4 separate regions of the Anser cygnoides genome follow, and all the other regions are linked to region 2. A link is a contact called in public Hi-C data. All regions are on one chromosome and are shown on one strand. Each heading gives the region's core, a stretch centred on a gene start, on an enhancer-like site or on the middle of the called end of the contact. The rest is flanking DNA. Distances are from core to core; before and after follow the strand shown. Region 1 holds the start of KIF2C (kinesin family member 2C). Region 2 holds the start of LOC106033059 (E3 ubiquitin-protein ligase HECTD3). Region 3 holds the start of TESK2 (testis associated actin remodelling kinase 2). Region 4 holds the start of PRDX1 (peroxiredoxin 1).

Region 1 (6,880 bases), core at 1,969-4,468, 180 kb before region 2:
ACGGGGACTATTTGAAGAGGAGACATCCATTTGACACTGCTATTTCTTCCTTGCCCTTTCCATTCTCATTTTGACACCTTTTTGTCTTAATAACTGTCACTTACCTTTTGTTGTTTGTGGCATTTGCAAAATCCCATACAAAACTTTAAACCTCACTGCAGCAGGAACTTCCTAGTGACATTTAAAGCAGTGTCAAGGAATAACTACAGCAATACTGAAGAAAAGGGCAACGTGTCAACAAACCTGAGCTCACAGGAACAGGAGGGCAATTTGTTGGCAGAAGTTCTGCACTCAGGACTCGAGAGTGTTGGTATGAACAGGTATGCTCTTTTTAGCATTGCCTGAACAAGCAGCGTTATGAGGCACTAAACTGGAATAACATGGCTACAATGGAGGGTCACCACTGTTTTGAAGAGGAAAGGAAATATTTTCTCACCTTCCCGTGGAGCAGGAATTTTTGAAAGGGTTGTTCTACGCTTCTGTTTCTGGAAAACAATGAGTGCTGTTAGTCACCACAGTAAGCCATAAATACCTAGCACAGCACTACAAAACAACGTTAATACAAGAAGGATTTCTGACCAAAGTCTAACAGTGAGACAGAACACAAAGCATGAGGTCTCTGACTTGTAAGGCTGACAGTATCATTTATAAAAAGATCTGGTCTAAAGCATGCTGCTGCTGACACGTTAGTACCTTTGGAGAGACTAAAACGCTTACCTGTACAGTTACATTCTCTTGCAAAGGGAGGTTCTCTTTCACATCTGCAGCATGTAGTTCCTCTGTTAACTCAGGATTTATTGTTATCACATCATCAATCTCAATCTGCAAGAGCAAAGGTAAAATATTGCTGCTACCACCTACAGCAGTTTTTTACATGTTGATTTTCAGTACAGGCAAACAAACCTGACTGACTGCTTGCCAAATATTAAGTTAAAGTAGCCTTCTAGCTTCAAGGTGCAAGGCAATAGTTCATATTCCATTTGAAGAGTCTCATATGTCCAATTGCACTAGAAGAAATGAGCAAGTTATGCCATTTACCCTCATCTGCCAAACACCGCGCAGCTCTGCAGGTGCCATAGAAGACTTCTGAGGAGATAGGCAAAGCACATTTGGCATCAACTGCTTTAATCTCTTACAGCTAATCTTAGTAAATCTCCATGACTTCTGTGCTAGGAGAGCATTAAGAGTTTACTGCGTGACTGCGCTTACTGAAATAAACTTCAGAGAGCTACTTAAACCTTGGAAACAAGGGATTCAGCATTTAATCCGAAAGTCAATTCACCTGCATTTTCTCCGGCAATTGCAAGTGATTTTACCTAGGACCAGCTGCCACCTCCTGCCTGACCTTCCAGTGAAGTCATAATCCTGCCTCCTCAGCATTCCGCAGCACCCAGACGCAGGGCAGCGACCATGGGGCAGGCGGCCAAGGGCAGGCACGAGCACAAAAGGCACCACCTCGCTTGTTTCAGTTTTGCCAAACCTAACCCTGCAGAAGAGCTTGAAAGCACGTATACACAAAAATAACTCTGGTGTCACAGCAGCTTGCACTGGAATTCACCTAACGTCAAAGCAATAATACAAGCACCACTTGAAGTTATCCAGTTCTCAATTAAATTTTAGCTTACTTTGATAAAAGAAGGGTCCATATAAAAAAGAGCAAAAACCACTCACACCCCTGGAGATACCATATTCTAACATAAGAGAAATAAACTTTAAGACTTGATTTATATAAAGTCTGTATGTATCTAATCAGAAAAATTAATTACCTCAGAAGTAAGTGTATGTGGACAGTATTGTAAACACTAGCAGCATGTAAGAACAGCCTCTTCGGAGACCCTGTAATACCTACATTCCCAGAGAAACTGCCAAGAACAGCATGTTTGCTCATTCACCAAAGGAGAATTTAAGCATCAGGCTTTCAGTACAACCTCAATCACGCCAGGGAAACACGGCGGTTCCACCAGCAGGGCCCCACACACCCTTTTCTCTACGCTGAACTGGGACATTTTGGACTAGCACTGGCCAAGAGCGATTCAAATCCAGCAGTGCCGTTGTTACCTGGACTCTAGCCCAAAACCGTGGTTAGCTCCTTGTCTGTTCTGAGACATTGCTCCGCACAAGGTTCTTGTTACAGAGAAAGAAAAGTCAGTAACTTTAAGGAGGAGATAGGGTTCCCTGAGAAGGAAGGCACAGTGGAATCAGAGAGCAGGGCACTAGAGATACAGCTGGAGGCCTCTCAGTACGTTGTGCCCCAGAGAAAGGGGGATGAAGCTGCGTCACAGTTAAGACTTCAAGGGCTGTCTTGTGGAGGTTACAAATCCCTCCAGGTCCACCAGGGCTAGTGTTATAACACCAGGCTATAAACAATACACACCAAAGTATCAAACAATAACATGTTTATCGTACAGCTACAGAGTCTTCAGGAAAGCTCGAAGGGCATTGCCAGAGGCACCAAAAGCCGACAGATAACCACAGAGCTGGGAAAACCAGGGCTGTGGGGGCACTGAAAGCCACCCACCAGCAGCACGGTGAGCAGCCCCCGGTACCCTGCAAGGCCAGGAGCCCTCTTGGCGCTGCCCAGCTGCGGTCACAGCATCCCCACCTTTTGTGTACCTTACCTGGGGGTGTTTATTTACAGATAACCCCCAAAATCAGCACAGGGCAGCTGGGTTATCTGTAACAGCCTGGGAGAAGCATTACGCATCCAAGGGCAGAGACAGCACCGCAGGAGCCGGCTGCGGCTGAGACGCACGGGGACGTTTTTGAGGTAAAGAACGAGAAACCCCACGCAGCAACGCGGGGCCCGGCCTCACCTCCTTGCCCTTGACGGTGCCCCCCTCGGACCACTCCACCGACACCAGGGACCTCTCCACGTTCACCGTCCTCACCGTCGCCTTGTGGATCAGGCCTGGAAGAGAGCACGGTCACCCCCACGGTCACCCCACGGTCACCCCCCTCACACCCCCCCGCTCACCCCCCCCCCCCCCCCCCGCACCGTTGCTGCGCTGGATATTGACGACGCGGCCGGGGCAGACGTGCCGGTACAGCCGGGGGTCCATGGTGCTGGCGGTGAGGACAGCGAGAGGCAGGCCCGCCCAACCGCCGCCGATTTAAACGCCGCGCGCCCGGCGTGCCGCGGGGCCTACCGGGAGGCGGCGTGCCGCGGGACTACAATTCCCAGCGTGCTCCGCGCGCGGCAGGGCACGACGGGAGGTGTAGTTCGGCAGCGGCGGGTGGGGGGGGATCTGCGCGTGCGCAGTGAGCCCTCTGTAGCGCAGGGACGAGCTGCGGAAGTGTAAGCGGAAGCCGAGCGAGTTCGGGAAGCGAGAAGGGTACGATTAATTTGGGCTAAAAAGTGTTTTTTTAAATCTGTTTTTGACCAAGTAAGGGCAGCTCTGCCGAAGCAGAGCCTCGAAAAATTCCACGACACTCGTGCTTGTTCCTCTCCACGGAAATCTTTAGTAAAAGGCGAAAGATTTATACGATCTGAAGAGAAACCAGAGTATAACGACTAAACCCCCCGGCCCGACCCCAGCGCCGCCCGCCGCCCCCCAGCTCACGGCGCCGCCCGCCCCGCCCCGCCTCCCCCCGACCCCGCTCCCCCCATCCCCTCCCCGCCCTCCGGTCCCGCTCCCGGCCCCGAGCGGCCCCGCGGGAGCTGCGGAAACGGGACCGGAGCGGGCGGGAAGCGGGCGGCGCCGCGCGGTGCACCACGGGTATGCAAATGAGCAGGGCCTGGGGGCGGGGCCGCGAGTGCCGGGTACCGCCAGCACGGCGCTGCCCGGGGGCGGTGCTGGGGGCTGGGGTGAGGGGCTGGGCGCACCGCGGTAAGGCACCAAGCTGGGGGGAAGCGAGAGGAGACTCTCAGTGATTTTCTTCAGGCAGGACCCTCTGCGGAGATATTTTATTCGTGGTTGCAATGGCGGGCGTCCTGCAGGGATGAGCGCACAGTAAAAGTTTACCATAACCTCGTACTCCCCGTTACCCGACACCTGATTCCTCCCTGTTTCCTCATGCGCTGAGCGCTACAGGTTCACAACCTACTCGACGCGCTTCTATACAATACATGTACAATTTTATTTGACCAACCGTTAATTTCTCCTTCTTTTCTTTTCTTTTCTTTTCTTTTCTTTTCTTTTCTTTTCTTTTCTTTTCTTTTCTTTTCTTTTCTTTTCTTTTCTTTTCTTTTCTTTTCTCCTTTTCTTTTCTTTTTTTTTTTTCCCCTCTTCTCTCGTGACTAAAGGGCCCTTGATTTTTGTTTCTACTGATTTCACACTGCTCGTCCTGTTTTCCTCAGCCATCCCCCTCATTTTGGGACAGCAGGACCTTCCCCTTATCTGCTTAGCATACTCCCAACTGCTATGCCCTACAGTCACTTTTGAATACGCCAGGTTAGGGGGATTTTCCACTGCAAAACCACCTTCTGTTGCAGAAACGCAGCTCTGCCTCTCACAGCAGCGTCGATCTGACGGGGGGTAGGAAGGCTTTGGGGGGAGGTGTTGGAGGGCAGGAGGGCCCTGCAGAGGGACCTGGGCAGGTTGGGTAGATGGGCGGAGGCCATAGCGGTGCAGTTCAACACGACTTGGGGTGGTGCGCTTCCCTAAACGTGCGAAGAAAAACGTTATTTTGTCTGTTTTTGACCAAGTAAGGGCAGCTCTGCCGAAGCAGAGCCTCAAAAAATTCCACGACACTCGTGCTTGTTCCTCTCCACGGAAATCTTTAGTAAAAGGCGAAAGATTTATACGATCTGAAGAGAAACCAGAGTATAATTATCGCTCTCCCAGGCCCGACCCCAGCACCGCCCGCCGCTCTCTAGCTCACGGCGATAAACCGTTCTCCCGTCTCCCCCCGGTCTCGCTCCCTCCACCCTTTCCCCACCTCTCAGCCCCGCTCCCGGCCCCGAGCGACCCCGCGAGAGCGGCGGAAACGACACCGGAGCCGGCAGAACCGGGCGGCGCCGCGCGGTGCACCATGGGTATGCAAATCAGCCCTCTGGCCTCCGCCGTCACCACCGCCGCGTCGCCTAGCAACAGCACACGGCCGCGGCGCGATGACGTCACTGCCTCTCGCGAGAGCTCGCTGCGCCAAACCGCCCCGTGAGCCTCCGCGCCGCCTCTTTGCGCCAGGGCCGCACCATGGGTGAGTGGGGCTGCCACCAGGCCCGACCGCCATCCGCCGCCATCTGCCCGCCGCGCTGCCGCCGCCTGCAGCCATCCGTCCCGGGGGGCAGCCGGGGGTGCCGCCGGGCCCCGCTGACCGCCATCGGGGGCGGCTGCCGCAGCGCCGAGCGGCTGGCGGGGGGAGGAGGGGAGGGAGGCCGGGCCCAACATGGCGGCGGGGGGGGGGGACAGGGAGGCTGCTGTAGGGGGCCCTGCGGATGAAGGGGGGGGGTGATGGGGGGGCTCGTTACCCAGGAGGCAGCGCCTTTTGGGGGCTCAGTTGGAGAAGGGAGGGTTGAGTGGGGGTGTACCCCATAGGGCCCGTCAGTCAGGTGGGGAGGGGATCCATTCCTAAGGAGCTGCAAGATCCAGCGCATAGCATAAGGTACGTGTTACAGGGGGCTTAGCAGCGTGAGGCGGGCCCTTCCTGTAGGGTCCTGTAAGCTAATTCATGAGGTTGCTTCCTGCAGAGGGCTGGGGTGGTCCCTGCAGAGCTGCGGGAGGGAGGGAGGGAGGGAGGCTGCCTTCCCCAGATGTGCTGGGGGAGAGGAGGTCGAGGAGGCTCTGAGTTTCAATGATGAAGCATCTCTAACTGCTGCATAAGGCTGAGTGCACTGTGCGGATACCAACCTTGGAGAGCTGAGGACTCAGACCCTCGCCCAGCCATGGCCAGGTGGGATCCATGCCATCTTCTGACCGCGCTGCTCTCCATTCAGGTATCTCCAGGGACAACTGGCATAAGCGTCGCAAGACTGGGGGCAAGAGGAAGCCCTACCACAAGAAGAGGAAGTATGAGTTGGGGCGGCCGCCAGCCAACACTAAGGTGGGTGGCTTGGGGAGGATAGTCAGTGATTTTTTTCAAATTCGATTTGATGATTGTGTGCTTCCAGAGGCTTAAAAATACATTGTGAGTGATTAGATATCTGTCACTGCTTTTATAAAAGATGGCTTTTTTCTTTATGCCTGTGGGAAGCAGTGATAGGTTTTTGCAGTAAGAGGCAATTGGAGTGATGAAATTCTCACCTTAGGCGGATGCAACAGACCGTTTTGGTCGCTTTCTGCATCTGCCGATGCTGGGGTTTGTCATAGTTACACTGACCACATTGCCTTGGGTTCGGAGTTCGGCTGGGCTCCTGTGTGCGTGCCGTGCAGCATGCCAGCGCCAACCTCACTGGGGTTTGTTTCCGATGTAGATCGGTCCGCGCCGAATTCACACAGTGAGGGTTCGTGGTGGCAACAAGAAATACCGTGCCCTTCGCCTGGATGTCGGCAACTTCTCCTGGGGATCCGAATGTAAGTACGTTATAACCCTGATGCGTTCAGAAACCTTCCACACACGTTGATCTCCAATACAGCTACAGAGTAGAGGGGTGGTGCACAGCTTTCTAGGCTGATTTCGGACACACTGAACTTGGCAGAAGTGGACCTGAGGCTGGCTGCGTGGTGATGATAACTTTGACCTTACGTGGCCTTAGGAGACTTGAATGTCTGCTGGGCTCACAGTGATTGGAGTGTCATAGTTACCCTGAGAGACACGCTCGTATCGCCTCCCTGCTGGGCTTTGGGGGGCTACAGAGGGGGGAAAACGCAAACTACCTGCAGGTTAGGTCTTCACAAATGCAACTCACGTGCTGCCCAGTTCATTGATGAACATCTGCTGAGAGTTAGGTAGCCCTGTCCAAGAGAGAAGGCTGAGGATTTTTCAGCAAAAGAGCGGCCCG
Region 2 (6,092 bases), core at 2,020-4,519:
ACCACTGCTCCCCCCTCGTGGCCTGGTCCAGGCACAGGCAGACGGTGCTGGGCCCCCTGGGTACCGGTGACAATGCTGGCTAAGTGCCTTTCAAGCCCAGAGCCAGAGCAGGGGACGAGGGTCAGGGAGAGCAGGGCAACCTAGGGCTGTGACAGGCTCATGCACAGAGCAGGGGCTGCAGTGCCTGCCCCAGCTGCAAGCCAGCAGACAGAGGAGAAAAGCCTCACTTGACGATGGTGCCTTTCTTCATGTTGAGCCGCACCCAGTGCTGGCCCTGGGACCCGTCACTCTCCCAGTACGTGTCGGCATGGCTGTCGGTCAAACACGACACATTGAAGTCTTCCTGGAAAAGGGCAGTGAATGAAGGGAGGATCAGATAGGGGTAGGATTAATTTCCCTTTAGTGGCTACTTTTGACATGAATCGTAGAGCCAGAGGGCTCGTTCCCATTTGCTGGGCTGTGGGAAGACACAAGCAGTACAGAGCGCACGGGAAGCTGGGGCTGACTTGCCAGCGTACTCTGGAATCACACACAGACTGCAGAGTATGAAACTCTCCCTAAAACCAGCTTAGCAGCTAGTATTAGCATTTGCTTCTGGGATCACAGCTTGTACAGTTCCTCCAGAGGCCTCGTTACACAATACACTGTGTGACACTCCCCTCTGGAACTACGCCGTCCCTCCCATATCCTCAAACACAGACCAGACCAACTCAGAGCAGGGCGGAACACCATGCACGCTCCCTACCCCAACGGCACAGCAGGGCTGATGCAGCCTTGCTCCTTTTCCCCACACGCTACTCACCGTGTAGGATGAGACATCGATGCTGTCCACATACTGCTTGACGCTGCCCAAGTTCTCGTCCTCTTTCCCAATATGATCATACAAGAAATGCACCAGGTCTTCATCGCATTCGTAAGTCCATGTCGGGGGCACAAACCTACCAGGGCAAAGCGGTCAGCAGTCTGGAGACACAAGGACAGCAAGGCTGCAGTGACTCCTGCCAGGTGAATAGGTCAGGGAATGCAGCTCCATGTCCTGCTTGCCTTGGTCTCACCCTGCTTTCTGGTTCAGTAGTAGGAACTGTGCTGAGCCCTGCTCCCCTTTGCTTCCCCACTGCTTGTCTTCCCCCACTCCCCAGCTGACAAGAGATGGCTGTCTGAGCAGCCAGGGAGAGACGGTGGCTTGCACCCACCCACAGCTGAAGCATGCACGCACTGCGAAACAGCTCGTACCGAAGCCTCTCTACTGCGGCCTCATCCTGCTCCATGGGCTTGGGTTTCGCTCCCAGGCGCAGGGAATATGTCAGATCCACCACTTGCTCCCATCTGAAACGAGATGGAAAAGGAGTGAGAGAATCCCAAGGGAAAGGAGCAGGTGGTTGAGAAGTAGCTGGAAGGGGAAGACATGAATTTAAAGCCCCACCACACTCCTTCCTCCATCATATTAGGTCTCATCAGATGCCATTTCTGTTCAGAGCATCCTTACTTCTGCCAGTCCACACCCAGCTGTGTGGGTAACAAGCATCGTGACCAAGCAAAACTGGGTAACTCCTTATCTGGACTCCCTATTACCTCATTTTAATGTAAGAAGTGGCCAAGTGGGCTGGGGCTTTACAGTCCAGAGCAGAAAGGGCTGAGGGACAATACAACAAAATCTCAAGCAGCAGGACATAGCTGGATGAAAGCTTCACTGCTCTCTTCCATGCAAGGAAAATGAGACATCAAATGAAGACAGCAGGTTCACATTAACAAGCTGAAGACTCTAAAATACAGAGACCTAAGGTTTAACACCTCTCCAGCTCCTCACTGTGGGCAGCAAAATCTTGATTTCTTTTCTAAGTCAGGGTCTGCAGGGGGATTTTGACATTTCCTGCATGTTGCACCCTTCCAAGATGCCAGGAAAGCAAGATGCTGCATGTGTGCTTCTGAAGCCGCCCAGGGAGCCATGTCAGTTATCGTGACATACAGAGAAGAGAGGATGTGAGCCACAGCTCCGTACCTGATCACAGGTTTGTAATCAACCCCAAACAGCTGCTGCTGCCTCTGGATCCTCTCCGTGGACTCGACCGGGACCAGCCTGTCCCCTCCTTCTGCGTGCTTGCACACCAGGACCCAGCCTTCCTCCAGATCACAGCCACTCTTGTACTCTTCCAGCTGCTCCTGCATGGGAAAACGCATTCTGTTGGGATCTCCATCCCGGGCTCAACCACGGGACAGAGGCAGAGGGGAGAAGACAGGCAACGCACACCAAGATGCTGTAGACCCCAAGGGATGGGGAATCTGTCAAAGGTTTAAATAAACCCCCCGAGCCTGTCCTGCTCAGAAACACTGCCTGTGTTCAGACAGGCACCACCGTGACCCTGCTACAGCCCTGGCCACCAGAGGCGTGTTCACTGTTGCATGTAGGGCCCCGAGGTGCTGTGGCAGACCCCCCAGACGCCCTGCCCACACCCTGTTTTCCTGCAGGAGTAGGAAAATGATCCTCGGGTCGTGGCTGAGGCCTGGACCCGGGGCAGGAGGAGGGCGGTGCGTCCTGTGCCCAAAGGATCTGGGCTGCGGGGTGTGGTGTGCTGGGCTGGAGGGGGACGGGGGGGCAGCAGGAGGGAAACATGGGGGGGGGTGGGTGCCAGGGGGTGGCGGTGGGGGCGGCAGGAGGCACCCGGCGGTGACAGGGGGTGACCGGGGGCGGCCGGGGGGGGGCGGCCGGGCCCCTCCGCGGGCAGGGCAGGGCGGGGCAGGGCGGAGCGGCCTCCCGGTCCCGGAGGGGCACCCCGGGGAGGGCTCGGCGGGGATAGAGGGCGGGGGAGGCAAAGGGGGGTCCGGTGCCCTCTCCGTTACCTTGCTGAGCTTCACCCAGAGCCCGGCGCCGTTGCAGTACTCCTCGCCGGTGGCGCGGAGGCAGCCGCCCTTCCGCACCTCGATGGTGGCCCGCGCCGCCCGCTTGCCGCCCCGCGCCGGCCCCGGGCTGTCCCAGACGCTGAGCAGGCTGCGGGCGGCGGCGGCGGCGGCGGCGGCGGCGGGGTCCTTGCAGATCTTGTACTGCACCTCCCGGGGCACGTAGCACAGCGCGGCGGGCAGCGCCCGGGCGCGGCGGAAGCACTCGCTGCACTGCAGCAGGAACCGCAGCCGGCCCAGCACCTGGTGCGGAGCCTCCCCGCCCGCACGCATCGCGCTCCGGGCACCGGCCACCGGCACCGGGAGGAGGAGGGCGGGGGGGGGGGGTCGGTACTCGCGGGTTTACGGCAAACCCCGCCCGCCGCCGGGGCAAGATGGCGGCGCCCGAGGGGAGGACGGAGGCAAGATGGCGGCGCCCGTGCGGCGTACGGAGGGGCGGGGAGCGGGGCAAGATGGCGGCGTACGGACGGGGACAGGGCGGGGCAAGATGGCGGCGGCCGTGCCGGAGGCGGCGGGGCGGGGTGGTGCTAAGATGGCGGCGGCCGTGAGGCGGGGCGGGGGGCGGTGCAGGATCGAGCGGGGCGGGCCGGGAAGCGGCGCAGGATGGAGGGAGGCGAGCGGCTCGTGTGAGTAGCGGGGACCCGCGGGGCTGCCCCTGTGCCCGCTCCAGGTCCCGTGAGGGGGTCGCCGGTGTGGCCCGGGGGTCCCTTGTGGGGGACACTGGTGCGATCCAAGTGTGGAACTGGGGACACTGGTGCGTGGAGCTGGGATCCTGCACTGGGGGCTCTGGGGTTGCACTGGGGACACTGGGGTGGCACTGGGGTGATGTGGTACTGGGGACACTGGGGAGGTGTTGGTTGACCCTGGGGACAGTGCTGTGGCACTGGGGACACTGTTGTGGCACTGGGGTGGTATGACCCAGGGGACGCTGCTGTGGCACTGGGGACACTGGTGTGGCACTGGGGAGCCGATCCCGCCCTCAGATGGCTCACTGGGGACACTGGAGCGGCACGGACCCCCATGGAGGTTCTGAGCATCTGTCCCTGCGGCCCCCACCCGTCAGAGCAGGACGGTGCTGGCTGTCCCCTGCAGGGTCCCTGTCCCACCCCATGCGTGGGCAGCCTGGGCTGCAGCTCAGGAGCGGTGACAGCACCGGGAGGAGGTTGGGGACATGGGGTGACCAGCTCTGCGGGCGCCTGGAGCTCTGGGGACCCTGCCCCACGCCGCCATCCCCGTGCTGCACAGCGCAGATAGGGGCTGGGGACAGCCCGCGGCGGGGCTGCCAGTGCCCCGGGCCCTGCTGGTCCCAAATCTCCCCAGGCAGGAGCAACTGCTGCCCCTGATAACGTAATCTCACAGACCGGGGGCTGGGCATTGCCTGTCCCCAGGGAGGGCCCTGCTGTCCCCCCCAAAGAGGCCCTGGGAGGTGACAAGGAGGGAGCGTTTGTCACCATGGACCCAGCTGGGTGCAAACCCCTACCCTGCAGTCACCGGCCGGGGAGCAGGGACGAGCCACCAGCCCTGCACCTGCAGCCCCAGGGTCCTGGCGGGGCACCCGGTCCCCTCTTTGGTGCTAACACCCCTCTGCTTTTTCTCCTGCAGCCCCAAAGGCTTCCCCAAGCTGAAGAATGACACGTTCCTGCGTGCGGCGCGCGGCGAGGAGACGGAGCACACCCCGGTGTGGTGCATGCGGCAGGCAGGGCGCTACCTGCCTGGTGAGTCAGTGGCGGCGTGAGGGGTTGGGGGGCGGTGACGGGGGGGGCAGCACGCACCTTGTCACAGCTGCAGGTTCCTTGCAGAGTTTCGGGAGACCCGGGCTGCACAGGATTTCTTTGCCACTTGCCGGAGCCCCAAGTTGTGCTGTGAGCTGACGCTACAGGTGAGCGTCCCCCGGGGAGGCTGTGTGTCCACCATCCCCTCTGGAATGGGGATGGGGAGAAACCTTAGGTCTGGCCCTTACCTCCAGGTGGCCCCAGTAGGTTGTGCAGCCCAAATCTTAGCTCAGGGGTCCTTGGTTATCAGACAGGGCCCTGTCCCATCCTGGGGACCCCACTGCTGCACGTGTGTGTCCCAGCCCCTCACTCATGCTGCCTCTTCCCCTCTGCTATCCACAGCCCCTCAGACGATTCCCCCTGGATGCTGCTATCATTTTCTCTGACATCTTGGTGGTGCCTCAGGTGAGAGTCACGGCTGGTGGTGGGGAGCAGTGGCTGGGAACGGGGCTGGGTCTGGGACCGTTATTCCATTCTCCCCCGTTCCCAGGCACTGGGCATGGAGGTTGTCATGGTCCCTGGCAAAGGACCCACATTCCCAGAGCCCCTGAAGGAGGTGGAGGATCTGCTGAAACTACGGAAGAAGGTGGACGTGACCGCAGAGCTGGGTTACGTCTTCCAGGCCATCACGCTGACACGACACAGCCTGGAGGGCAAAGTGCCCCTCATCGGCTTCTCCGGGGCGCCTGTAAGTGATGAGGCTCTGCAAGGTGGGGTTCCCTGCTCTTCCCTCTGGGGTGACTCTGGTCCTGGCACCCCCAGAGCTGCAGGGACCAGCTCGTAGCCCTCCTACATGTGTAGGGGACACTAAATGCAGAGCTGCTGCTGCTGCTTAGGGGTCTGTCTTCAACACCGACCCCATTACCAGCCCCTCGCATGTTTTCCATCTTAGTCACCCTCCTCACTCCGCTCCTCTTTCCCGCAGTGGACGCTTATGTCCTACATGATTGAAGGGGGCGGCTCCACTACAATGTCCAAGGCCAAGAGCTGGCTCTACCGTCACCCTGAAGCGAGCCACCAACTGCTGCGGCTGCTGGCTGACGTTGTCACCGACTACCTGGTGGGGCAGGTGGCTGCTGGAGCGCAGGTATGTCCAGGGGTGTTGGGACAGGTCCGGGCAGGGGGGCAGGGACTGCGGACAGGGTGCAGAAGGGGTCTGGCTTCTGGGAGGAGGAGGGACCAAGGCACTGCATGGTGCCCGCAGCTCTCCCAGCTCCGTGTATCTGCCAGGCGCTCCAACTGTTCGAGTCGCACGCGGGGCACCTGGGCCCAGAGCAGTTTCAGGAGTTTGCCTTGCCGTACATCCGAGACATCGCTCGGGGAGTGAAGAGCAAGCTGAAAGCAGAGGCGCTGCCGCTGGTGCCCATGGTGAGTCAGAACTGCCTGAGGTGTCCGTGGTGTGAGAGCATGGCCAGGGGAGGGAGG
Region 3 (6,518 bases), core at 3,439-5,938, 200 kb after region 2:
AATTAAAGTGCACTGAGCAGAATGCAAGACCGACCTGCTGCAGATCTAAAGGCTGTTGGGTTTGTTTGCTTGTTCTTTAATACTAAAGTTCAGCTCAAAGATTCTTCAGCTGTGCTCAAGGACCAGCTAAGAAAAGACACCGAGCACTCTAAAAACATTTCCCGATAAATTTTCCAGCTTCCAGACCGCTTTTTTTGACATCCTTACCACAACAAAAATGCACCCCACTCTGCCAAGCCAAGATGTTTTAGAAACACATTTGTCAAAACGCGGAACCTGCCCCGCTCATCCATTCGCTATATTGCTGAAAAGCACAATTGTAGGTTTCATACTCTACCACATTTTAATTTCTCGGTCTAAAAACAAACCTTGAAGCAAGAAACAAACAAGCCAAGTTAAGAGTACATTAAGATCAGTTTCTCCGCTGCATGAACACATTGGGTTTTGAGTTGTGGAACTGACTACAAATACTACCAGCATTTACTTGGTTAATGAGGGGGTTGACTTACAAACCCAATGTCTAAGCCTGAAAACATGTGAAGATGGAAACCCCACAACAGCACATCAAGTTATATCCCGCACATCAACGCAGAATGAACAAGTGAGATACATTAGCCAGTGCTTAGCATTTCATACCGTTCGTAGACATAAAAACAGAGCGAGCTTCTCAGCTTCAGCAGCATCCCTTTAATGCCTCAGGGTGCAAAACAAGATCCCTCCAAAACGGTTTCAACTCATTACCGACACTTTTTTTTGTCCCCGGTATCTTCATAACACGTGCATATTTGCACTTAAAAGTCAAAGTTTCCTAAAAGATGGCCCTAACAACAACCATTTTTAGACACAGAAGACTGTCGCTAGGCATTCAGCCTGGAAAGCCATAAATCTGGTGGATGCATGTTATTAATTTGAAAAGGTTTTCTGAAGAGCAAGATGCCAAAGCTTTGACATAAGACATTTGCCAAGAGTTAACTATTTAAACCCATAGTCTGATGGAGTTTAAAAGCCCAGCACTACAAAAACAGGGAGGAATTATGCTGGCAAGTGCCACTCAACAGCATAGCTGGGAGGCGAGGGGGGAGAACTCCCTCTAGTAACTTGCAAATTTCAGAAAAGCTTCAAAGGATCGTAAAGAACAAAATCTTCCAGAGACTGAATTGACTTTGAGGTCATTAGCCTGGAGGAGAGGGGAAAAAAGGGGGGAGCAAAACATAAGAAATCAAACTAAATAGGTAAGGAGAGCCAAGCTCTCCACAGTTCCTAACTGCAGTAATTCACTGTCCTAACAGAGGAAAGGTATTTGGTTTGTCCCTAACTTGGCTTCCTGTCTTTGGGAGAAAGGTAACATCAAATATTTACAGACAGGGTAGCTACCAGCACCAGGGCTCGCACTGCGCTTGGCCCAGCTCATCCTGAGGCTGAAATCTTTTCTGCCTGCTTATTGGGGGAAGTCACCGGGTCCAGCCTTACGTCTTAGTCACAACACGACACTTGAACGTGAAAACCCCAACATTTCCTACTTTCATTTCGGTAATATTTTGCTTTAATCGCCTCTCCCCTGCTGGGGATAGTTCTTAGCTCTGACCAGCACCTCCACAACATATACCTCACACGGCTAGGGGTGGCACTACGCAGGAGAGACCTGCCTTAGCCCAGGGACGGCGACACCAGCCCAGAAACTGGGAGCCTGCTAAGCCGCACCACGGTTTTGTAATGCAAACAAACCTCGCAAGAGGCTGAGCTGAAACAAACAGTTCACTTATTTTGTGACTGCAGCCAAGTTTGAAACCAGAAAGAGACGAGACATTAACTTACTGCAAAGCCTGGGCTTTGAGACCAACGCTGTAGGTTTAAAAATACTCGTATAAAGCACGGGCATAAAGCCTGGCACACACTGAGAAGGCAGATAATTGGAAAACATACAAACAACAAAAAAAAAACCACTCGATCCTTATGCCCACAGTAAGGAATTGCCAACAGCTTCTCGAGTCCAAATAAAAAACAAAAGTGAACCTGTACAGACGGGCCTTGCAAAAATCTGTTTGTCTCCTCGCCTGGCTGTAGTCACACCAACGCACAGGGCAGCCTCTAACGTAGTGGCAGAGTCAAACCATCACACTCAGGTAGATCACACACAGTACACAGCTGCTGCTTCAAACAGACAACCTTAATATATTCTGTTTGCCTAAGAAAACATGAAAATTGCACGACATCCCGAAGGCAGTGGCCTTCCCTATGCTTCTACAGGGCTTGGTAAAGACGCCAAGAAGCAGCAGGCTGACGTTTGCTTAGCTCCCGACCAAAACAAAGGGAATCGAAGCCTTTCTATTTTAACACCTCTGTAATCAAGGGATCCCCCCAGCCGCCCCGCCAGGTTTATAGCTGAGGGCTGAGAGCTGTCTGCAGGGTTCTCACGGCAGGCAGGAAGCAACTCTCCGTTGTTTCGGTGCAGCCGGCGAGAAAACCCAGCACGGCAAAGGCGAGGAGAGAGAACAAGAATGCTTGAAAGCGGGGTGAAACTAAAGAAAGCAGGCTGGGTTTCATATCTGACTGATGATTTATACGGCATCACAAAAGACAGACAGCATTTGCACCTTCCATCTAAAAGTGTAATCACCACAGATATTTAAAATGCATCATTCGAATACAGCTGAAGCTCCAGCCCGTGTTCCTGGGTTCAAGCCTCCCTAAGACACCCAGTACCGTGTCTACGCCAGGTACTGGCAGCACAAACACAACAGTAACAGGGTCCCTGATAACTCCTCTGTGACCTTTTGGAGAACGGGGCATCCCAAATCTGCTGCTGTGTTATTGGAGACACCAGTGGTATTTACACATCAACCTGAAGCACCTCGGGTACCGAGAGGAAATCTATAGCTCACAGCTGTGAGCCACAGACCCGGAGTGTATGAAGTCGGGCTTCAAAAGCAAAGTTATTTCAAGCAAATCCCCTGCTGGTTGCAAACGCTGTCACAGCTCTCCAGTGCAGGCGAGGGGACAACCACATAAAAAAGTGGCCTAGCCACTACCAGAAATGTGTTCAACTTAAGAAAAAGTGACAGGGCCATATGAAAAGAAGCTTACTAACTAAGTCAAAAAGAGGACTTGGCAGCAGACAACAGATGGAGCCACCAGGACACAGCGGCTGATTATCAGATGTACTTACTGATAAATACACAACATGAAATGAATACACTAAGGAGCTAATAAGGAGGAAAATGGCTAAAAAAAAAATAATAATTATAAATGTTGATCATTTTCGATCTTGCCTAGAAGAGCACTTTTTTTGTACCAGGCTGCAAGATACCACGCTACAAGGATAAAATAAGAAGCGTTGCCATTGTGCAAATGCATGGTTTTTGGCTACAGGAAAAAAAGGAAACCTATGACGCGAGGGAACCACAAGCTTCACTCTTTCCTGCAGCAGGCACAGAAGCAACATCCCTCTCCCTTAGCCCTGCATTTCTTTCATGCGTTTGCAAAGTCACTTGCATAAAGAATCACAATGGCAAAAGCACACGTACGAACGTGGAGGGTACAGCTCGGTTACAACAGGCCCACACCACCAGAACACTGCATTTGCACCAGTTTTCTCCTTCCACAGCCTGTCCCTGTCTTCTGCTCCGCTCCCACCGCCAGCTGTTCATCCTAACAGAAGAGCGGGAAAGATCTAAGCGAGGGGGGGAATAAAAACAGAAAACCCAACGCAGGAGGGCAGACACTTGGCAGCAGGTACAGGAGCACACCCAGGTACTTTCAGTTCTAGCTAATCGTGCTCTGTGTACAAGTTTTATGTGAAAACAAAACAAAATGGACAACAAAGTAACACAGCCGTGTCTACAGCTGCACAGTGCAGTCCTGCACAAGTCCAAAAATGACACTTTTATTGGCCTGTCAGAACGCAGCATGCAACAATAATTTCCAGAGTTGATGACTAAATAGAAACCCTTACGACTAACCCACTGGGCATATCAGAGCTCCTCGTAAAACACCTTATCTTCGGCTGTAAATTCCACCGCCTCACTAACCCCGTGGAACTGTGCATCTGGTGATTTTGCAGCCCACGAAGACACCCTACGCCTCCGATCCCTACTAGAAGGTTAGTTTTGAAGAAATTATTTCATCTGGAGCACGAAGGCTGCCCAAAAGCCAGCCTCGACATCAGCTGTAAGGGTTTTTAGGAGGCCATAAACGTGACTAGAACTCAGCGCGGTGCTCCCGAAGGCTCAGCTTCCAGCTCCCCAGGCACCTCCTGTCAGGGGACCCCAGGGGCGAGCCCCCCACCTCAGAGCAGGGCAGCTCCCCCCTCAACGCGGCGACCCACCCGGACCCTGCAGGCCCCCGGGCAGCTCCCCCCCAACCCTCAGCCTCCTCTCACGCCTCCTCACGGGGCAGCGCCCCGGAGCCAGGCCTCCCCCGCCGCCACCCTGCCCAGGCACCCCCCGCGGAGCTGCGGGGCCGCCCCCGGCCGTTACCTGAGCAGCGGCGGCGGCGCCAGCGGGGCCTGCGGCCGACGGGGGCTGTCATGGCGGCCTGCCCGGCTCCTCAGCGGCCCGCCGAGGGGAGGCGAGGGGGCCCCATGTGAGGAGCGAGCCCGGCTGCGGGACCCGGGGGCCAGGGAGCGTCGCGGCTCCTCCCTCTGCGTCCGCCTCCGCCGCCACCGCCACCGCCACTGAGCCGCCCCCAGAGCCGGGGCGGCACCCCGACACCCACCGCCCTCCCGCGTAACCAATCGGAGTCCGGAGAGGGTTGATGGACGGCGGGGTGCGGCCAATGGAGGAGGGGAAGGCAGGCGCGGAGGGGTTCGCAGGTAATCCACGTGAGTGCCCTTTTCTAATTGGCTGAGGGGAGCTTGAGAAGCAGGCAGCTCGGCCAACGGGAGCAGGGATGACAACTCCCAGGACGATAGCGGGAGCCAGCGGCAGGAAAGAGAGAGGGGCGTTGCTAGGGGCGCCTCACTCTCATTGGCCAGCCTTTGAGGGCGGGTTATAAATAAGAGAGTTAGCCAGTAAGAGCGCGGCGCACGTTCTGACGGACGGGCAGGAGAGCCAATCCCCGCGTGTTTATAGGCAGCGGTGGGCGTGAAGCTGTCAGCGGGCCCAGGTGCTCATGGAGGCCCCGCGGCCTGGGCACGGGGCAGGGGGGGTTTCCATTGCCCTGGCGCCTCACGGCCTCCTCCTGCCCCGGCGTTTAACCCAAACTGATGTTTTCTTCCCTGACCTCATCCTTGGCAATATCTGAGCTATTTTTACTGAAACTCAAAAAATAAAAAATAAATAAAAAAGTTCATCTGTTGTAGAGTATTGTATTCAAAAAAACGAATCCCAAGCAATTCAAACTGCAGGAATTATAACCGAAAATGTTCTCAGACAAGAACGCGGTGCTCAACCTTGCGATATTAGCAATATGTCCTGTTTTCTCATTACCCTTCATCATTAATTTTGTATCTAAGCTTTTCAGCTTGATCCAAAACACGCTCGGGGGACTTTCGTGTTGGAAACATCAGCACCAGTTCTACAGATAACAGTGAACAGAGTTTTACTCTTACAGCTGGGATAAAATCCCTAATCTGCGTTTTACCGACTGAATTTAGTCTTAGAATTTCCACCCAAATTTACAGTGAGATGTTCTCTGTAAGTTTAACTGAAAAAATAAAAAATAAAAAAATAAAAGTAATTCTGCACAGGTAACAGATTAAAAGTGCTTTGTGTGGAAAAAAAGATAGTCTTTTTTTTTTTTTTGATCATTTGTTTCATTTTCCTCCTGGATTTCCCTTGCTAACAGTGATTTTCCCACACTCCCAAATGCTAAATACCAAGTATGTGCAAATGTCTATTCTAATGACAGCTCAAGCACAGGGTGCAGTGAAGCTTTTGTAATTAAGCCATTAAACAATGATTAGCATATCCATCATATTTTAATCTGTGACTGAACAGGTGGAACTACTCGGATCTGTCAGTCTGCTCTCTGACACTCCAGGAGAACTGAGCTCCAGAATGGGGCTTTTCAGTAAGACCAATCTTTTAGGACTTATTATTTAGAGTTAAATTTCAGCTCTTTACATTTTGCTGGGGTTTGACCAAGCCAGTTGAAAAGACTTCACGCAGCACACGCCGAAATATCTCGGTTTCCTTGGCCATTCTCTAAGTCAGAGCGCAGCTGTCCCTGCTGCTCTGCACCCTGTTTAAGTATCAGTGCCTTCCAGTTTCATCTCCCTGTGCCCCTAGTCCTGGCTGTGTTGGAAGCTATTAGTTAGCTGCAAGATGACATCTGGTGGCAGGTTTTTATTACTTCTCCTTTTGGGATCTAATCGCAGAACTAAAGCAAGTGAATCATCTTTCCCCAATTCCCTGTCATAAATTTCATCTCTTTCCTGCTTTCCAGACAAGATACTAGTTGCTTCTGCTTTCGGTCTACAAATGTCTTATTGGTAATAAGCAATAAATAAACATTTATCTCATGGGCTGGCGCAAAGTTGCAGCATTAATATATGCCAGTGTGATTCAGTAAAGTTAAAT
Region 4 (6,007 bases), core at 3,154-5,653, 250 kb after region 2:
TTAACAGAAGTTCAGCTCCCTCAGCAACTTTAACTGAACAGTTGACTGAAAGATAAGGCTTGCTTTTTAATTCTACTGTACTTTAATCACCAATTACCTGTAATCACTTTCATGACAAGGTAGGACTTGCATTAGCCATGTTTATATAAGCTCACCTGCATGAGACTCCTGCTTCATGTAGATATGTAACACTCCAAGTAATACAGTTATCAAAGGGAAGCAGCAGGCCTTTATCTAGCTTACCAAAACCATAAGAAGTCTAAACACTAAGGAGACCAAGTAACATCTCCTCTGGTAGGAGTGTTTGATAGCTTAAAGCAGTTTACATGTAGAATAGCTAAGAACTTCAGTTTGTTTTAAGTGTTCAAGTACACACATGTTCTGTGTTAATCTGTACTGCAACATACAACCTTAACAAGGAGTTCACCTTACTGCATATTACCTGTACGCAATACCTTCATCCTCTTTAAGCACTCCATAGTCTTTGGCAATGACACGTTTTGTGTCAGAAACCAATGGAATTTTCATAGTTCCCAAACCACCTTGTTTCTTGGGAGTGTTGATCCTAAAAAGCAGAAGTTAAATATTTAAGAAAAATGGACAGTTCAAAGCATGAAGTACAACAGAAGCTGATCTTAAGTGTAGCATTGCACTTAGTCTACCATGAAGGAACAAAGGAACTGACCAATATTCTCCATTCTGTTCAGAAGTACCTGACACTACCAGTACTTCCTAAGCACCTTTAGTTCTTCAGTAAAGATAGTTTGAATACTCAGGATTCAGTTCCTGTAAGGACAGGCAGAACATTCTATTTGATTAAAATAAAAGGCTGATTCTTACCATGCAAGGTGACAGAAGTGAGAGTCAACAGAAGCTCCAATTATTTCACAGTTGATTTTCTTGAATTCATCAGCTCTGTCACTGTACGCAATAATTTCAGTTGGACAGACAAAAGTGAAGTCCAGAGGGTAGAAGAAGAACACAACGTATTTTCCTAGAAGAGCAGTGTCACCAGTTAAAGTCTTTTACCTTAGGTTTTATAGTAGTTGTAATATTCAGTATCAAACATTCAAGTATCAACAGAAGAGAACATTTTGCTAATACTCTAGAGAAAGGAACTTCACTGCCTATAGGAAAGTCTACTTTCCACTGACAGGAAAAAAACACTACATGGCAAGATTTTGCTGTTCCGTGTAGCACATTGGAGATGTTACATCAGTCTCAAACTGAGAGAACAAATAAGCCTGACCCCAGATTATACTTCAGAGGAATTTTAGGCTGATAACCAACAATTATCATAGCCAGAACATTCAGCCATACTGCCAACAGCTTCCCAAGCATACTCCAGCCATCAACTGACAAAAATACAAGTTGTCTAGTAGAGTCTACCATCAGGTGGTCACTATTACTTTGAAACCAAACTAAAGACTTCTACTTAGATGCCCTCTGACTCCCACATATGGCCAGATTGCATTTGTGTAATTAGAGAAGCACAAACTTACCTTTATAGTCAGAGAGTTTGATGTCTTTGAATTGCCCATCTGGCATCACAGCTGTGGCAGTGAAGTCAGGGGCTGGTTTTCCAATGAAAGCCTTTCCTGAAGACATCTTGATTTCCTCTAGAAAAGAGTAAACAGTACAGCTTAGGTAACAGTATGTTTGCACCCAGAAATAACTATTCAAAAGACCTCACCCATTTACATCAAGCATCAATAGGAACAGTTCATCACCATTTGGTCTTGCAACACAAGGCTTAAGAGTAAGATTAGTTTCAAGTTTGTTACCTGGGTAGTCAGGTATCCAAACCAAGGTACTAAGCAGATGCCTAACACTGAGATCTACAGCTCATTAGTCTCCTAATGAAAAGTAATTGTTATCTTTGACTAGTAACAGCTTATTACAGAAAAGAGCTAGCCTTCTCGAGTTTTAGCAGTAGTCAGTAAGACTTCTAGTTCCACTAATTAGGTAAGTTAGAGAATCTCTTCCTACCTTTTGATGAGGAAACCCTTTTTTAAGTTTACAAGAGAATTTAAGACCTCAAACCTTTTCTTGGTTATTCAAGCAGGGTTTTGTTCATCTCCCAAGATAACAATGGAGAAGTTCTCTACATAATTACACTTTAGCCTTGCAAACAAAGCCACCTTGTTTCATTTGTGAACAGAAGACTCATGGTATACTTGGTAATCACATTTTATGTTAGCAAGTAAAATTTCACCATGTCTTAAACCAGTAAGGCCAGGTTGTTCCCCCTGAATACTTCAGTCTACTAAAAAAGAGTAAGAGGGTACACAAGGACAACAGAGCTTAACTTCTGGCTGCCTGGCCTAACACCAAGTCATTTGCAACATGTCCTGGAGAGTATTTTTGCTCTGTCTGGGAATGCAGAATTTGTGCATCACTTCTTGAATTCCAGTTACTTTCACTTTCAGAGCATAATTTTTCAGACAGCTTGTGAACCTTGTTTCTTTGGCTCAGTCTTTTTGACGTGATCTCACTGAAGACATTCTATATACTGTACAGGCACTAGCTGACTTGGAGATACAAACCTCTGTAAGGTTAGTACGAGTCTCATATCGCTAAAGAAAGGTAAGATTCAAAGATCTTTATAAATTCTGCCTGCAAGGCACAAAGTCCATTCCAGAACAGGTCAGAAACACCTTACTTCTTGGCTCCTTCCTCCTTGCCACATACTTTCTGGAGAACTAGTCCAGAAGCTGTAAGAAGTATTTACCTTTCAGTCAAATTTAAACTTATCAGTTTAGAACCTTTTCATTATAAGTTTTACATTTGAAGGCTCCTCCTACACACCCTGAGAATACAGAAACAATAACCTGCTACCTCAGTTTGGTTTGAAAAGCACCACCTTACTCAGTGTTTCTAACTGCCTTGTGCCACAAGCAAGCTCTTCTTCATCCCTGTGTTCATCCAAGGGATTTGTCTTCAAATTCAGCAGGCTAGGAAGTAATCTTATGAATGATGGTGGCCAAAACTGCCAGGCATTCATAAGATTGTACTGAAACAGCCTAGTAGGATGACATTAATAAACCCTCTGAACTCTTCACGTAGCCATGAATACAGATACAATCCTGAAACTGCAGTTCTGTGAGAGGGGACAAGGGGACAACCATTGCACAATATTTCTCTGAGATACTGCCAACTAATGAATTTTGTCTTCTGAACAATACCTGTGTTTTATCCGGAGTGCATGACCCCACAGTTCGTCACTGAATTACATTATTTTACAGTACTCAAGCTCAAGGTCATCCTTTTACTCAGTACGATGCCAATCCTTCTATATTTGTTCCACCGACAGTCCCTGGAGTGTATTACTGGGGATTCAGTGTCAAATAAACACTGTCAGACTGCTCTCTGGCACTTCTCCTTTCTAAAGCAGGGGGTTATTGTCCCCTTTTTAGGTAACTCGAAGGTCTTTAACATCAGATTAGGAGGTTTAGTTGCATTGCACTGCAATCCAACTGCTTTCCACTGCAACCTGCCGCCGCCTGCTCTTCTTGGCGAGAGCAGCACGCATTCCCACCTTCTGCCTGGATTTTAGCCGCAGCGTTTCCTAACCCGCAGAGGCACAGACCACAGCCTCAGCACGGCAGTTCCTTTCCCTCGAGAGGAAAGGCGAGCAGGCGCTGCAAATGCAGCGCAGTTTAATGGACTCAGAGCACCTTCCAGTTGCTCACAGCTACGGCGCAGCCTCAATTATCTTTAAATTGCAGTTACACCAAGCCAGGCCTGCGCTCTAGCGAAGAATTCATACCTTTAGGACACCTAAGGCCGTTGCACAACACCCCAGCCTTCCTCCCCGCTACCCCCAGCACTGCGGTTAAAGCCTCCGAGCTGCGGTCAGAGGAGACCGACCCGCCGGGCTGCAGCACGCCGCAGCCGGCTGCTCGCACACCGCCCGACGCCGCTTCGCGTAGGGCGGGCTCCGGAGTGACTCCGGAGCGACTGCGGAGCGGGGACGGGAGGCAGCGGCCGAGCCCAGCACCGGCGGTGAGGGGGGCGGGGGAGGTCCTTGCCATCCCTCCGTTAGAAGGAGGGGGAGGGAAAAGGGAGAAGAAAAAAGGGAAGAGATGAAGAAAGCGACCCCATCTGCGCAGAGGGGGAGGGGAGAACAAAACCAAATTAAAAAAAAAAAAGGAAAAAAAAAGGAAAAAAAACTCCCTCCGAAAAAAAAAAAATCACGACCACCCCAGTCGCTGCAAGCGCAGCCCCACGCAGCTCCCCCAGCACTCACCAAAAGACCTCCTCAGCTCGACGAGACCCCGAACCAGGCCCGACCCCAGCAGGAAGCCGCGAATGCGGCAGCCCCCGCCGCCCCGCCGCTTTATAGCGGCCCCGATCTCGCGAGGAGACGGGCGAGGCCCTCCCGGCCTCCTTCCCGCCCTCCGCCCGGCCTCCCCTCACGGCCTCCGCCCGCCCCTCACGGGCCGCCGGGGCCGAGCGGGAGGCTTGCAAGGGCAGCATGACTCGGCACAATGCTGGCCGGCTCCCCCCGCTTGATAGCCTTATCTGAGCGGGGACACGGCCCCCGGCTGCTGAAAGCAGAAAAATATATATATATATGAATAAATGGAGGTGGTTGGATAGCGTCCTGGGAGGTGCCGGGGGAATGCTCGGTGTGGGGATATTCAGAAGGTGATTCAGGTGGCTCGCTGCAAGAAGTGGCTTTTTAATACCTCAGTAGAAGCAAGTCGTAATTGTTAGGAGACATAAGAGAAGCAGAGAATGCACTGGGTGTTGAGGAAAAGTGAGACGTGGCTGGCATGCCGTTTAGGTGAATGGGAGTTTGCCATTGACTTCAACATCAATAAAATCTGACCTTTTCAACAAAGCAAAATGCGTTCGCAGTATTGTATAGGTGCGGGGTCAAATCTTCTATCTTCTTCCCCTGTATTATCAACCGCCTCCTCAACCTGGTTCTAATTCTCGGGGCTTCCAGTGATACTTCCCTGTTAATGGCAAGACCGATCCAAGTCATACAAGTCATGAAAAAAGCTGAAAACTCCATTAACTGTAACCTCGAAGCTTCGGGGTTAGGATGGAAACTCTTGGTCAACACACTCACTCATTTCAGAGAGTTCTGTGAAGCCTCTCTGAGGGATGTTTAGCCTGAGTGAATTCCCACGTGCATCGTGTTTGCATCCAAGAGAGCTGAAACAGTCCTTTTACTTTTTGATTGAGGACCAAAACCTGAGTGTACACATAAAAGTTTTATTAAATAATGAATGCTAAAGGCTATAAAGGGCCCATGACAAAAGGGTCAATGACAAAACTGCTCACTTTAGTCAAAAGTGATAAACTTGTTTACCAACTGATTTTTACTCCTTGTCTGTCTTCCATTTTACAGTTGTGTTTCTTATACCGGTTAAAACTTGATTATAAATTGTAATGAGGAGAAAACCACAAAGGATTAGCAAACTTTAATTGTTTACAATCTACAACAATGTGCAGTGTTGCTGGGTGACTATACCTGTGTAGTGAATCACCCAAGAGATGACTGGTTTCAGTACCAGATGAAGTTACTCCCTCAAATAATAAAAGCAATGTAACATTAATATGTGTGCTCAATAAAAAAAAAAAGAGCTCACCTTAATTCAAATAATATATCTACTGCTATTTCTGTTGTTACAGCATGCTTAATCTTTTCAAGAAAGAAGTTTGTCACTTTCTTAATATCAATATTTTGAGGACAATTGGGGTCTATAAATTGAGATGTGTATATAACTTGGTATCAGCTCAGGCCATGTACCTGTGAACAGGTTAACCCCTGAAAGGTCAGGCTGTCCTAATTAATACCTCTACAAGAATGTAGTCTCCCTGCAACTCTAGCATATTAACCAGTGGACAACGCAGTAATGACTTTCTCATGGTTTCAGTGCTTGCTATGCTCATTTCTCACACTTTCAGATGCATAACATACCCATTTTGCTTAGCTACTGCAATGCAGTTTGTTCCGGGTTTGTGCCTTTAGCATTGCATTTCCATTCATATG

What was found. Hi-C and Micro-C count contacts between places; a contact is called where the count stands out from the background.
Region 1: a Hi-C map of liver shows a contact between it and region 2, with 2.6 times the contacts expected there. The contact joins the promoter of KIF2C here to the promoter of LOC106033059 in region 2. A contact is called at or near these places in 2 of 7 Hi-C or Micro-C datasets (both in liver).
Region 3: a contact with region 2 is called in a Hi-C map of liver, with 4 times the contacts expected there. The contact joins the promoter of TESK2 here to the promoter of LOC106033059 in region 2. A contact is called at or near these places in 4 of 7 Hi-C or Micro-C datasets (granulosa cells and liver).
Region 4: a contact with region 2 is called in a Hi-C map of liver, with 12 times the contacts expected there. The contact joins the promoter of PRDX1 here to the promoter of LOC106033059 in region 2. A contact is called at or near these places in 2 of 7 Hi-C or Micro-C datasets (both in liver).

What each region holds. Positions count from the first base shown.
Region 1 is chr8:23,358,850-23,365,729 of Taihu_goose_T2T_genome, forward strand. KIF2C (kinesin family member 2C) reads right to left here and starts at 3,219. Exons shown (of 21, transcript XM_048059264.2): 1 at 2,996-3,219; 2 at 2,814-2,908; 3 at 718-822; 4 at 437-485. The coding sequence starts at 3,059. LOC125182242 (U5 spliceosomal RNA) reads right to left here and starts at 3,506; the gene lies at 3,392-3,506. RPS8 (ribosomal protein S8) reads left to right here and starts at 5,001. Exons shown (of 6, transcript XM_067001315.1): 1 at 5,001-5,139; 2 at 5,876-5,982; 3 at 6,353-6,452. The coding sequence starts at 5,136. It overlaps LOC136791419 (U5 spliceosomal RNA), which reads right to left and starts at 4,767; the gene lies at 4,653-4,767. It also overlaps LOC125182244 and LOC125182247.
Region 2 is chr8:23,543,643-23,549,734 of Taihu_goose_T2T_genome, forward strand. LOC106033059 (E3 ubiquitin-protein ligase HECTD3) reads right to left here and starts at 3,270. Exons shown (of 21, transcript XM_067001874.1): 1 at 2,839-3,270; 2 at 2,000-2,160; 3 at 1,234-1,326; 4 at 803-938; 5 at 228-343. The coding sequence starts at 3,168. It overlaps UROD (uroporphyrinogen decarboxylase), which reads left to right and starts at 2,462. Exons shown (of 10, transcript XM_013176369.3): 1 at 2,462-2,526; 2 at 4,498-4,610; 3 at 4,695-4,774; 4 at 5,010-5,072; 5 at 5,158-5,355; 6 at 5,593-5,754; 7 at 5,898-6,035. The coding sequence starts at 2,477.
Region 3 is chr8:23,738,192-23,744,709 of Taihu_goose_T2T_genome, forward strand. It overlaps TESK2 (testis associated actin remodelling kinase 2), which reads right to left and starts at 4,689. Exons shown (of 11, transcript XM_048058966.2): 1 at 4,476-4,689. LOC136791353 (a long non-coding RNA gene) reads right to left here. Exons shown (of 2, transcript XR_010833153.1): 2 at 6,077-6,518.
Region 4 is chr8:23,792,143-23,798,149 of Taihu_goose_T2T_genome, forward strand. PRDX1 (peroxiredoxin 1) reads right to left here and starts at 4,404. Exons shown (of 6, transcript XM_048058910.2): 1 at 4,250-4,404; 2 at 1,503-1,619; 3 at 841-994; 4 at 443-565. The coding sequence starts at 1,608.